2 separate regions of the Hordeum vulgare genome follow, and region 1 is linked to region 2. Evidence: chromatin contacts called from public Hi-C data. All regions are on one chromosome and are shown on one strand. The core of a region is the stretch at or near the end of the contact, and the rest is flanking DNA. Distances in the headings are between cores, read along the strand shown.

Region 1 (4,874 bases), core at 2,002-4,501, 99 kb before region 2:
GGGTTTGAAAAGTACAATAAAAAGAGAAAAAAGAAAAGGATAACTCATCGAGTTGCAATTTTGCAAGAAAGAAAAACACAAAAAATACATAATTCATTGGATCTGGAATTCCACGTGGATTGCCGCGGGGGGGGGGGGGGATTTAAAAAGTATGACAGAAAAATTAATCATAAAATGCCCCATATCATGCGGGTTCCCCACTCTATCACCACACACCTCATCACAATTGTGGACATGTTGCACCCCTTGCAATAGCACGTGGGTTTGCATGCATACAATTATTCAGCGTTGTACCTCCAGGTATAGTTGCATGTGGGCTCCAATAATTGCACTTGTGTATAAGATTCATGAGATTTTTGTAATGAAAAAGAAAAGGAAAAAATAACTGCTTCTCTATCAACCTGGCATAGGAAAAAAGTGTATATAAACACAATGAAAATATATTTTCAGGTAATACATGAATGAAACACAGTAAAGGATGAAAAAGAATTGGCATCATACAAATAAAACCAAAAAAATGTACAAAAGACATCATCAAGTGAGAGTAAAAATCTTTCATGTTTGTGAAAAAGTCTGTTCTGAAAAATTTAAGATGTTCCATATTTCCAAAATAAGGAATAAAAAACAAAAAATGCAAGTAAAACAGCTTAATAAAAAATGATAAATAAACACAGTAAAATAGAAAAAATAAGGGAATGGTACACGCGGACACACTTGCCAAGGTGATCTTGCTTTTGTACACACAAGCCCAAGAAAAAACAAAAATATATACGAGGGAGATCTATGAAGAAAAAACTACTCCCTCCATTCTAAAATTCTTGTCTTATATTTGTCTAAATATGAATGTATCTAGTCATGTTTTAATGTTTAGATACATCCATTTTTAAACAAACATAGGACAAGAATTTTGTTATGAAGAAAGGAGAAAACAAGACCTAAAAGGGACCGAAAGGCACACCCAAACAAGGACCCCCCCCCCCTAACAAACTCTACCTGCTGGAACAAAGGGGACCTCTTATTGGATGCATTCTGCGTCCAATAAGGGTAGCTTCGCATAGGCAAGTGACCGGGCCGCCGCTGCTACCAAAGCAGCTGGGCTGGCCCAGTTAACCAGCTCGTTTCTTTTTCTCACTATATTTACTTATTTTCCTTTTTCTATATTTTTCTTTATTTTCTTTTGTGTTTTTCATTCTCTTTTTTCTACAAGGTTCTTTGTTTTTATTTCATTTTTGAATTTCAGAAACATAATCAGCTTTTGTATTTACAAACAAAAATAATAAATGGAAATCTTTTTGAATTTCAGAAGAATTTTTAATAACATAAAATGCTTTAAAACATGATCATTTTAAAGCATAGATTATTTTTTTCGAAAAAAATACATTTTTTGAAATTTGTAAACAATTTTTGAACTTATGTACAGTTTTTGAAACATGAAGATTTTTTGAACTAACGGGCATTTTTAGAACATGAAAAGGTAAACATATTTTAGAACATGAAGAACATTTTTTAAAGTTCCCGAACATCTTCAAATCATGAACATTTTTAGAAAAGGTGAACAAAAGTTGAACAACTTTTCAATTCGTGACATGTTTAGAAAAAAGAAACATATTACGTAAAACAGGAACATTTTTTTATAAAAGTGTGAAAAGAAGAACATTTACTCATAAATGTGACCAATTTATGTAAAAAAGAACATTTTTCAAATTTGTAAACAAAATTTGAATCGAGAACACTTTTTCAACTTATGTACACTTTTTGAAACACGAACATTTTTTGAACTTTCATACACTTTTTGAAAAGGCAAACACTTTTAAGAAGAAGATAACAATTTTTAAAATTCCCGAATATTTTTAGAATTGGTGAACAAAATTGGAACAAGTTTTCAATTTTGAACAAATTTTTAAAAAGAGACATTTTTGTAAAATATTAACATTTTGTATAAAAATGTGAAAACAAGAATATTTTTTCAAAATTATGACCGATTTATGAAGAAAGGAATATTTTTTGAAATTTATATATAATTTTTGAACTGGGAACATTTATTCAACTTATGTACACTTTTTGAAACACGAATATTTTTGAACTTGAGTATATTTTTTGGAAGGGAAAACATATTTAGAAAATGAAGAACATTTTGTAAAATTCCCGAACAATTTCAAATCATGGACATTTTTGGAATTTGTGAACAAAATTTGAACAAGTTTTGAATTTGTGAACAAAAATTTAGAAAAGGAAACATTTCTCGTTAACCAGGAACATTTTTTATAAAACTGCAAAAACAAGAACATTTTTTGAAAATTGTGACCAATTTATGAAAAAGGGAACATTTTTTGAATTTTGTAAAGAATTTTTGAAGTGGGAACATTTATTCAACTTATGCACACTTTTCGTAACACAAATGTTTTTCGAACTTACGTATATATTGTGGTAAGTTGAGCATATTTAGGAAATGGAGAATTTGTCAACAAAATTTTTTAAATTCCTGAAGATTTTCAAATCATGAACTTTTTAGAATTTGTGAACAAAATTTGAACACATTTTTAAATTTGTGAACCAAAATTTAAAAAGAGAATCATTTTTCCTAAAACAGGAACATTTTTTATAAAAATGTGAAAACAAGAACATTTTTTGAAAATTATGACCAAGTTATGGGAAAAGGGAACATATTTTGAAAAATCCTGCAGTTTTTTAATATGAGAACATTTTTTTAAAGACGACACATTTTTGAAAAAATAAACACATTTCGAAAGCAAGAACATTTTTTGTAATTCCTGATTATTTTTGGAAGCACGGACATTTAAATAGGATGGCGAACAAATTTTTGAACACGAGAACAAATGTTGAAATTCAAAACAAAAATTAGAAAATGTTAACCAAAAAAATAGGAAAGGGAAAAGAACGAAACCGTAAACCGTAGCATATTTTGAAGGAAAAAATAGAAAAATCTATAAAAATTCCGAATACTTTTCGAAATTATCAGACGTTTTTTATAATCTCAAACATATTTCAAAGTTATGTTTTTTAAAACAGTAATTAATAGTAATTTGGAATATTTTTATAGAAGAAATAACATTTTCTGAATTTCAAGAACAATTTTCAAACATGAATTTAGTTTAAAAAATATAACCTTAAAAAAAATGATTCAGGGAACCTTGGACAAGCAAAACTGGGCGGGCCCAAGTCTTCCCATGAGGGTGTGCGGAGCCCTGATTATTTGACGCAGGATTCGTCAAATAGGGATTTCCGGGACAAAGCCCACTATGTTTTTGAACGAGCGGAACAGTTCTGGGATAAAACACAGATAAATTAAATGGTACAGCTAATCTCGTCGACTGAGAATTAGCACAACCGTTTCTGAAAAATAGATCCATCCAAGATAGATTTGTATTCGTCCGAAATTGAGTGTGAGATGTGCACAGAAAGGGGGAAAGACACTGCTGCTCATTAAGAGGAAGAAAAACACTGCCACTGGCGTTTCCTCTGGGCCAAGAGAGACAGCTGACAGGTGGGAAGTGTAAGTTAAATTGACCTTCCGTTTGTGTACTGGTAGAGACGTAGAGTGTGGTGGGCTTGGCATGCATGCATTGGAAAAGTTTGCGAGGTCGCTCTGTTTGCTGTGGTTGTGGCTATCCTGGGCAGCACCTAGCAGGTCGTGGGTTGGTTTAGGACTATCTTGTGACCAGAGGCATAGGGACCTCTTTGCAGCAACCACCATGGTGATCCTAGGAAACGGCGAGACGACAAGCTTCTGGGAATCGAGCTGGATCGATCACTCACCGCTGCGCAGCATCGTCCTAACCCTCTAAACTTCGCACTTTATTGAAACAATATATACAAAACATGTTTACTACAATATCAGTAATCATGTAAATTCATGTATCCGAATTTCCTCGAAATACATGTGCATGGATCACGGCGCAGATCGACGACGACATGCATTTTGAAAGGAGGGAGTATTTTAAATGGAGGGAGTATGTAATATCTATGGAAAAATGACCATGTACTTAACATAATTGTAATCAAGCAATTGAAATATGCTAATTAAGTACTTCCTCTATCTTAAAATAAGGGTCTTAAGTTTGCTAACTTTAGTACAAAATTATGTTGGAATTGAGACATTTATTTTGGTACGGAAGGAGTATTTGAGAAACAAATCAAGCATTTGTAAAATGTCAAATTTGTATAGAAAAAATGCTTGTCATATGCATATGAAAAATATATACAAAACAAATACAATGTGTATTAAAAAATGTTAATCATGTTTTTTTAATAACATAGGACATGTTTAAAATAATCTTTCACGTGTATACGAAAAATTTACATTGTGTGTGAACAAAATATTTATTGCAATTAAAAATGTTCGGCATGTACTGATTGTTTTACCATGTATCCTAAAAATTGTAAATATTGTACTGGCAAATATTAACTATGTACATAAAAATTTAGTAGATAACCAAAAAATGTACAATGTGTAAGGAAGAAATTAGACCTGAAAAATGAATAAAAAAATGTTAATCATGTATTTCAAAAATGTTAAATCTTGACTACTAAAGGGGAACTTGGTAGCTTCCATTCCGGGTTTTTTTCCGTCTTCTCTCCCACCTTCGTCTGTTTTTTTGCCCGTCCTCCCACCTCACAGCTAATTATTGTTGGGAATGTTGCATGGGAAATAAAAAAAATCCTACGCACACGCAATACCTATCCATGATGATGGTCATCTACGAGAGGGGGGAATGAATCTACATACCCTTGTAGATCGTTAAGCGAAAACGTATATAATGCGGTTGATGTAGTGGAACATCTTCACCATTCAAATTGCAGCCCATCCCACGATCCCATCACGATCCATCCCGATCTAGTGCCGAAGGGACGGC
Region 2 (4,977 bases), core at 641-3,140:
GAGAACCTGAACAAAGCATTAGCACATAGTGAATACATGAACTCCTCATACTGTGGTCATCTCCGGAAGTGGTACCGGCTATTGTCACTCTGGGGTTGCCGGGTCATAACACATAGTAGGTGACTACAACTTACAAGATAGGATCAAGAACACACATATATTGATGAAAACATAATAGGTTCAGATCTGAAATCATGACACTCGGGCCCTAGTGACAAACATTAAGCATAGCAAACTAGTAGCAAGATCAATCTTAGAACATAGTGGATACTAGGGATCAAACCCCATCAAAACTAACTCGATTACATGATAGATCTCATCCAGCCCATCACCGTCCAACAAGCATACGACGAGATTACTCACGAACGGTGAAGAGCATCATGGAATTGGCGATGAAGGATGGTTGGTGATGACGACGGTGTCGATTTCCTCTCTCCGGAGCCCAGAACGGACTCCAGATCTGCCCTCCACAGGAAGAACATGTGGTGGCGGCGGCTCCGTGTCGTGAAACGCGATGAACTCTTCTCTCTTAATTTTTTCTGGGCGAGAGAGAATATATAGAGCTGGAGTTGGAGGTTGCGGAGCCATGAGGGCCTCACAAGCCTGTCAGGTGCGACCGGGGGAGGGGCGCCTCCTGGGCTTGTGGGCTCCTGGCTCCGTGTCTTGAGGTAATTCTTGCGCCAACATTTTATATATATTCCACAAAAAATCCTCGTAAATTTTCAGGTCATTCTGTGAACTTCTATTTCTGCGCAAAAACAACACCATGACAATTCTGCTGAAAACAGCGTCAGTCCGGCTTAGTTTCATTCAAAACATGCAAATTAGAGTCTAAAACAAGGACAAAAGAGTTTGGAAAAGTAGATATGATGAGACGAATCATACGACCGCCGACATTCGAACGCCGCAAGCTCGAGGAGTACGAGCGCGAGCTCGCGGCCTGACGCATCGGCTCCTACAACTCCTCTACCGTTGGGAGTTCGTCCGCGGGCGCCTCGTCCTCGCGGACCATCACTCTGGTGAAGAGAAGGCTGGATCGACCTCGACTCCGACGAGGACTGAGCTCCTCCGCCGCGTCGTCGCCGCATCACCCGTCATTTTTGGTAGCATTGGCTCGGGTACTCTGCACAACCTGCAACCCCCTACCTAGTAGTAGTATGAAGAACTGATGTAGTTTGATGAAGAAGCATGATGTAATTTGATGAATGATGTAGCAATTTCACTCACGAATCTTTTTTTTTTCTTCAAATTTTACAATTTCGTATACGGAATCTGATCTTTAACACACGAAAATGGCCCCGCAAAATTGCTCCACAATGACCCGTAAAACCCATTTTACGGATCGCTCTTTTACGAGGTTTCTTAGAGATGTTCTAAGTGCGGCTGTATATGCTCTAGCTAACCTACAGTTTGTGCACGCTTTGAGAAACCGACCTCGGCTGGAGAGAGAGAGAGGGGTGTACGCTTTACAGCTAAGCGTGATACAGTCACGGGATCCTGTCCGTACACGTGGCACCAATGTGTGCCCGTCTTCCACGGAAATTCAAAATCTTTCAAAACTCCCCGACCGGACCGACACCGTCCCACTCCCACTCCCTCTTCCTTGGCCTCGCGAATCAGCGAACAGCCCCTCTCATCCCACCGACCAATGGGACCCAGGATATGGCCCACCCCACGAGCGCACCTTCTCGTACGCGGCCGAGACCCTGACCCTGACCCGAAACCTACCGGCTTCCCCCCGTGCGAGCGAGCCCGAACGAACGTACGAGCAAAATGACGCTCCGCTCCTGACCTGACGCAGCCCCAAACCTCCCCTCTCCCTATTTCACTCGCATTTCCCACCCTCGGAAAATCGTTTTTTACCTTTTTATTCCCCTCCCATCCTCCCCCCTCCCCCCTCTCTCCCCCGCCTCCTCCGATCCAAACTCCCCACGAACGCCACCGCCACCGCCACAATTTGAAACCCTAGCCCGCCGCATCGATCCGCGGACGGCGATTGCATTGGAGGCCGCCAGGCTCCAGCGTTTCGTCTAGCGGCGGCCGACCATGTCGACCGAGGACGAGAAGCTCCTCAAGGAGGCGAAGAAGCTGCCGTGGGACGAGCGGCTGCAGCACAAGAACTGGAAGGTGCGGAACGACGCCAACATCGACCTCGCCGCGCTCTGCGACTCCATCACCGACCCCAAGGACGCCCGCCTCCGCGAGTTTGGTGAGACCCGCTCCCGCCGCCCCCCGATCCGCCCCCATTACGCGCTCGGATCCGCGCGATGCCTGATTCGCGCGCTCCCATTTCGAGATTCCTGCCGTATTCCCTCGAGTTAGATCTGAATGGCCCGTGTTTTTTTTCTCCCTTTGCTCCTGTGGTGGTTAGGACCGTTGTTCAAGAAGGCGGTTTCGGATTCGAACGCGCCCGTGCAGGAGAAGGCGCTGGATGCGCTGCTAGCTTTCCAGCGAGCCGCTGATGCTGATGTATCCAGGTGCGTGTCTACAGGATGCTGCGACATTTGCTCTCGTGCTTCTAGTTACCTTTCCGTTGATTTTTGGGGCCTGCCTTGCGCAGGTATGCCAAGGAGGTGTGCGATGCGATCTGTGCCAAGTGCCTCACTGGTAGACCTAAGACTGTTGAGAAGGCTCAAGCTGCATTTCTCCTTTGGGTGGAGCTGGAGGCGTCAGAGGTCTTCCTTGTAAGTCCAGCCGCAGTTGGTGATTACTTTCAGTATGACTTAAGATGATTCGTATGCATCGATCACACAATTATGGTATGGTCTCAATCGTTTTGTCTGCCACAACTTAAGCCACACATTTTGTAGGTGTATGGTTAGATGTAATTGCTGGCTTATGTAATGCCCATGTACCAATGCTGTTATAACTTACACAAGGTTAGGCCTATGCCATATGAGTGAACGGTCAGTAACTCAAACAGTTACACCCCTCTCACTAGCACATCTTAGTTATCACTTAGCGGACAGTGATAGAGTTGGCCATTGTTTCCTTGGAACTCGGTGCATGAAACCATTGGTGAATGTCTGTGGCAGGAAAACCAATTTCCCTCCTTTGCCTTCAGCCCTGTACTTCGTTTGTGGCATGGTAGACCCCAAAATTCTGCAAGTAGTTTAGCTGTTCCATTCGTCCATTCACTTTATAATAGAGCAAGTTTTCGTTTAATTGTTGCAAGGACACCAGGCTTGTGTGTTTCCTGAGCTTTGCATTACCAGGGAGCGCCTGTAAGTCTGACTGATGGTGAAGGCAACGCTTAACCTTTCTTCACCAACCATCTGTATTCATACGTACTATTTTTGTAACCACCATCTGTAAGCAATCCCTGCCCAGCCCACCCAAGTACTGTGAAAACAAAGTTCTCCTGCTCAACTAACATGCACTGTGATGATGGTGGTGGTGGTGGTGGTCTTAGATCTAACAATAGAAGCAATGTCATGGAAATGGTATATACACATGAAAGGCAGATGGACCTGCACTTTGGCAATGTGGAATACACTTCTGAGCAATGCTGCCTTCATAGCTTTCAGGACAACCAATTGGACTCCCCGGATCCTGTGGATTTGGTCAAGTAAATGCGGGCCAAAACTCTTAAGGCCTTTGCTTTGCCTGCTGGTCAATGGTAGGCTCATGGGAGAAGATAGGCTCAATGCCAGATGAATGCTCATAAGGCGCAACTACTTGGTGTCTAATGGATTTTCCTGCATACTCTGTGACTCTGGAGCACTGAAAGATCACCGCCATCTCTTCATTGACTGCCCTTTCACTGTTCACTGTTGGTACAAACATGGAATCCAGTGGAACCACAAGACTTCCTTCATGGAAGTTTCCGTTGCCATGGCTTGCACATTAAGAAGCAAAGAAACTAATTATTTTGCCAATGTCGTGCCCTGTTTTGACTCTTGGTGTTCCCTTTTTTTGGAGAACTGTTCCCTGTGTTTAGGACTCCCCTGCTTGTCTGGTTTCAATGTGTGACTTCCCTTTGGGTCCTCCTTTCCCTAGAAAATCTGCACTACCAGCCTCCCTACAGTTCTCTTTTGGGGAAAAGGGGGATATATGCATTTGCATAGTAGTTGTTAATAATAGTGTTTATAGTATAATTTACTCCGTCTACTTACAAATATAAGTCTTGTCGGTTTTCAGTGCACAGGCTATGATGTTCATAACACTAGCAAAAATATTGAACTTATATATTGTAAAAGTATCTGAAGATAAATGCAATGGCATTATTATGATGTAAGTTCACGTACCACATAAAACAATGGTCAAAGTTTCAAAGCCTTGGCCGCATGGATTCCACTATGACCTATACGTAGAAGCTTCAGATGGCATCCCAATCATCATTTGTTTGCAAATGCATGTACATGCCTGAGTGTTTCAGTATTTTGTTATTCTGATGATGTGACATCTTGCCACAAGGCATTCATGACCAGCCTTTATCTAACACGACGTTAATTTTTTGTTTCTTACCCAATCTGTTTAAAATGTTACCCATCTCCACAACATGCCCCCTCTTGTAATTATGATTGATAGCATGCTAACTTGCTCAAACTGATTCAAATTTCTTATGGTACCAGGAATCTATGGAGAAGGCTGTAAAGAATAAAGTGGCTAAAGCTGTTGTGCCTGCTATTGATGTCATGTTTCAAGCACTCAGGTAAGTTCTTAGCTGGTAAATTGGCTTGTAACCACAAGTGTTTATCAAACTCTTTTAACATCTTCCTTTTTCTGCCAGTGAATTTGGAGCTAAGGTTGTACCACCTAAAAAAATTCTGAAGATGCTTCCTGAGCTATTTGATCATCCAGACCAGAATGTTCGGGCTTCTTCTAAGGGCTTGACGCTTGAGCTTTGTCGATGGATTGGCAAAGAGCCTGTAAAGTCAATATTATTTGAGAAGATGAGGGATACAATGGTGGGATTATTTGTACCAGTTCAATGGATTTCATTGATAATATGTGTTATGAGCCAACTTGTAATCA

Evidence for each region. Hi-C and Micro-C count contacts between places; a contact is called where the count stands out from the background.
Region 1: a Hi-C map of leaf shows a contact between it and region 2, with 4 times the contacts expected there. The contact joins the enhancer-like site here to the promoter of LOC123444700 in region 2. A contact is called at or near these places in 2 of 6 Hi-C or Micro-C datasets (leaf and seedling).

The regions. Positions count from the first base shown.
Region 1 is chr3H:525,872,293-525,877,166 of MorexV3_pseudomolecules_assembly, reverse strand. No RefSeq gene overlaps it. Among protein-coding and RNA genes, the nearest start is that of LOC123441968, 60 kb to the left of the region's middle. Within about 2 kb of position 3,251, at least 2 of the 3 cell types and tissues checked have open chromatin away from gene starts, as enhancers often do. A contact at or near this core is called in leaf, where this site is marked.
Region 2 is chr3H:525,771,813-525,776,789 of MorexV3_pseudomolecules_assembly, reverse strand. It overlaps LOC123444700 (protein MOR1), which reads left to right and starts at 1,890. Exons shown (of 53, transcript XM_045121511.1): 1 at 1,890-2,209; 2 at 2,372-2,477; 3 at 2,561-2,684; 4 at 4,575-4,654; 5 at 4,733-4,910. The coding sequence starts at 2,047.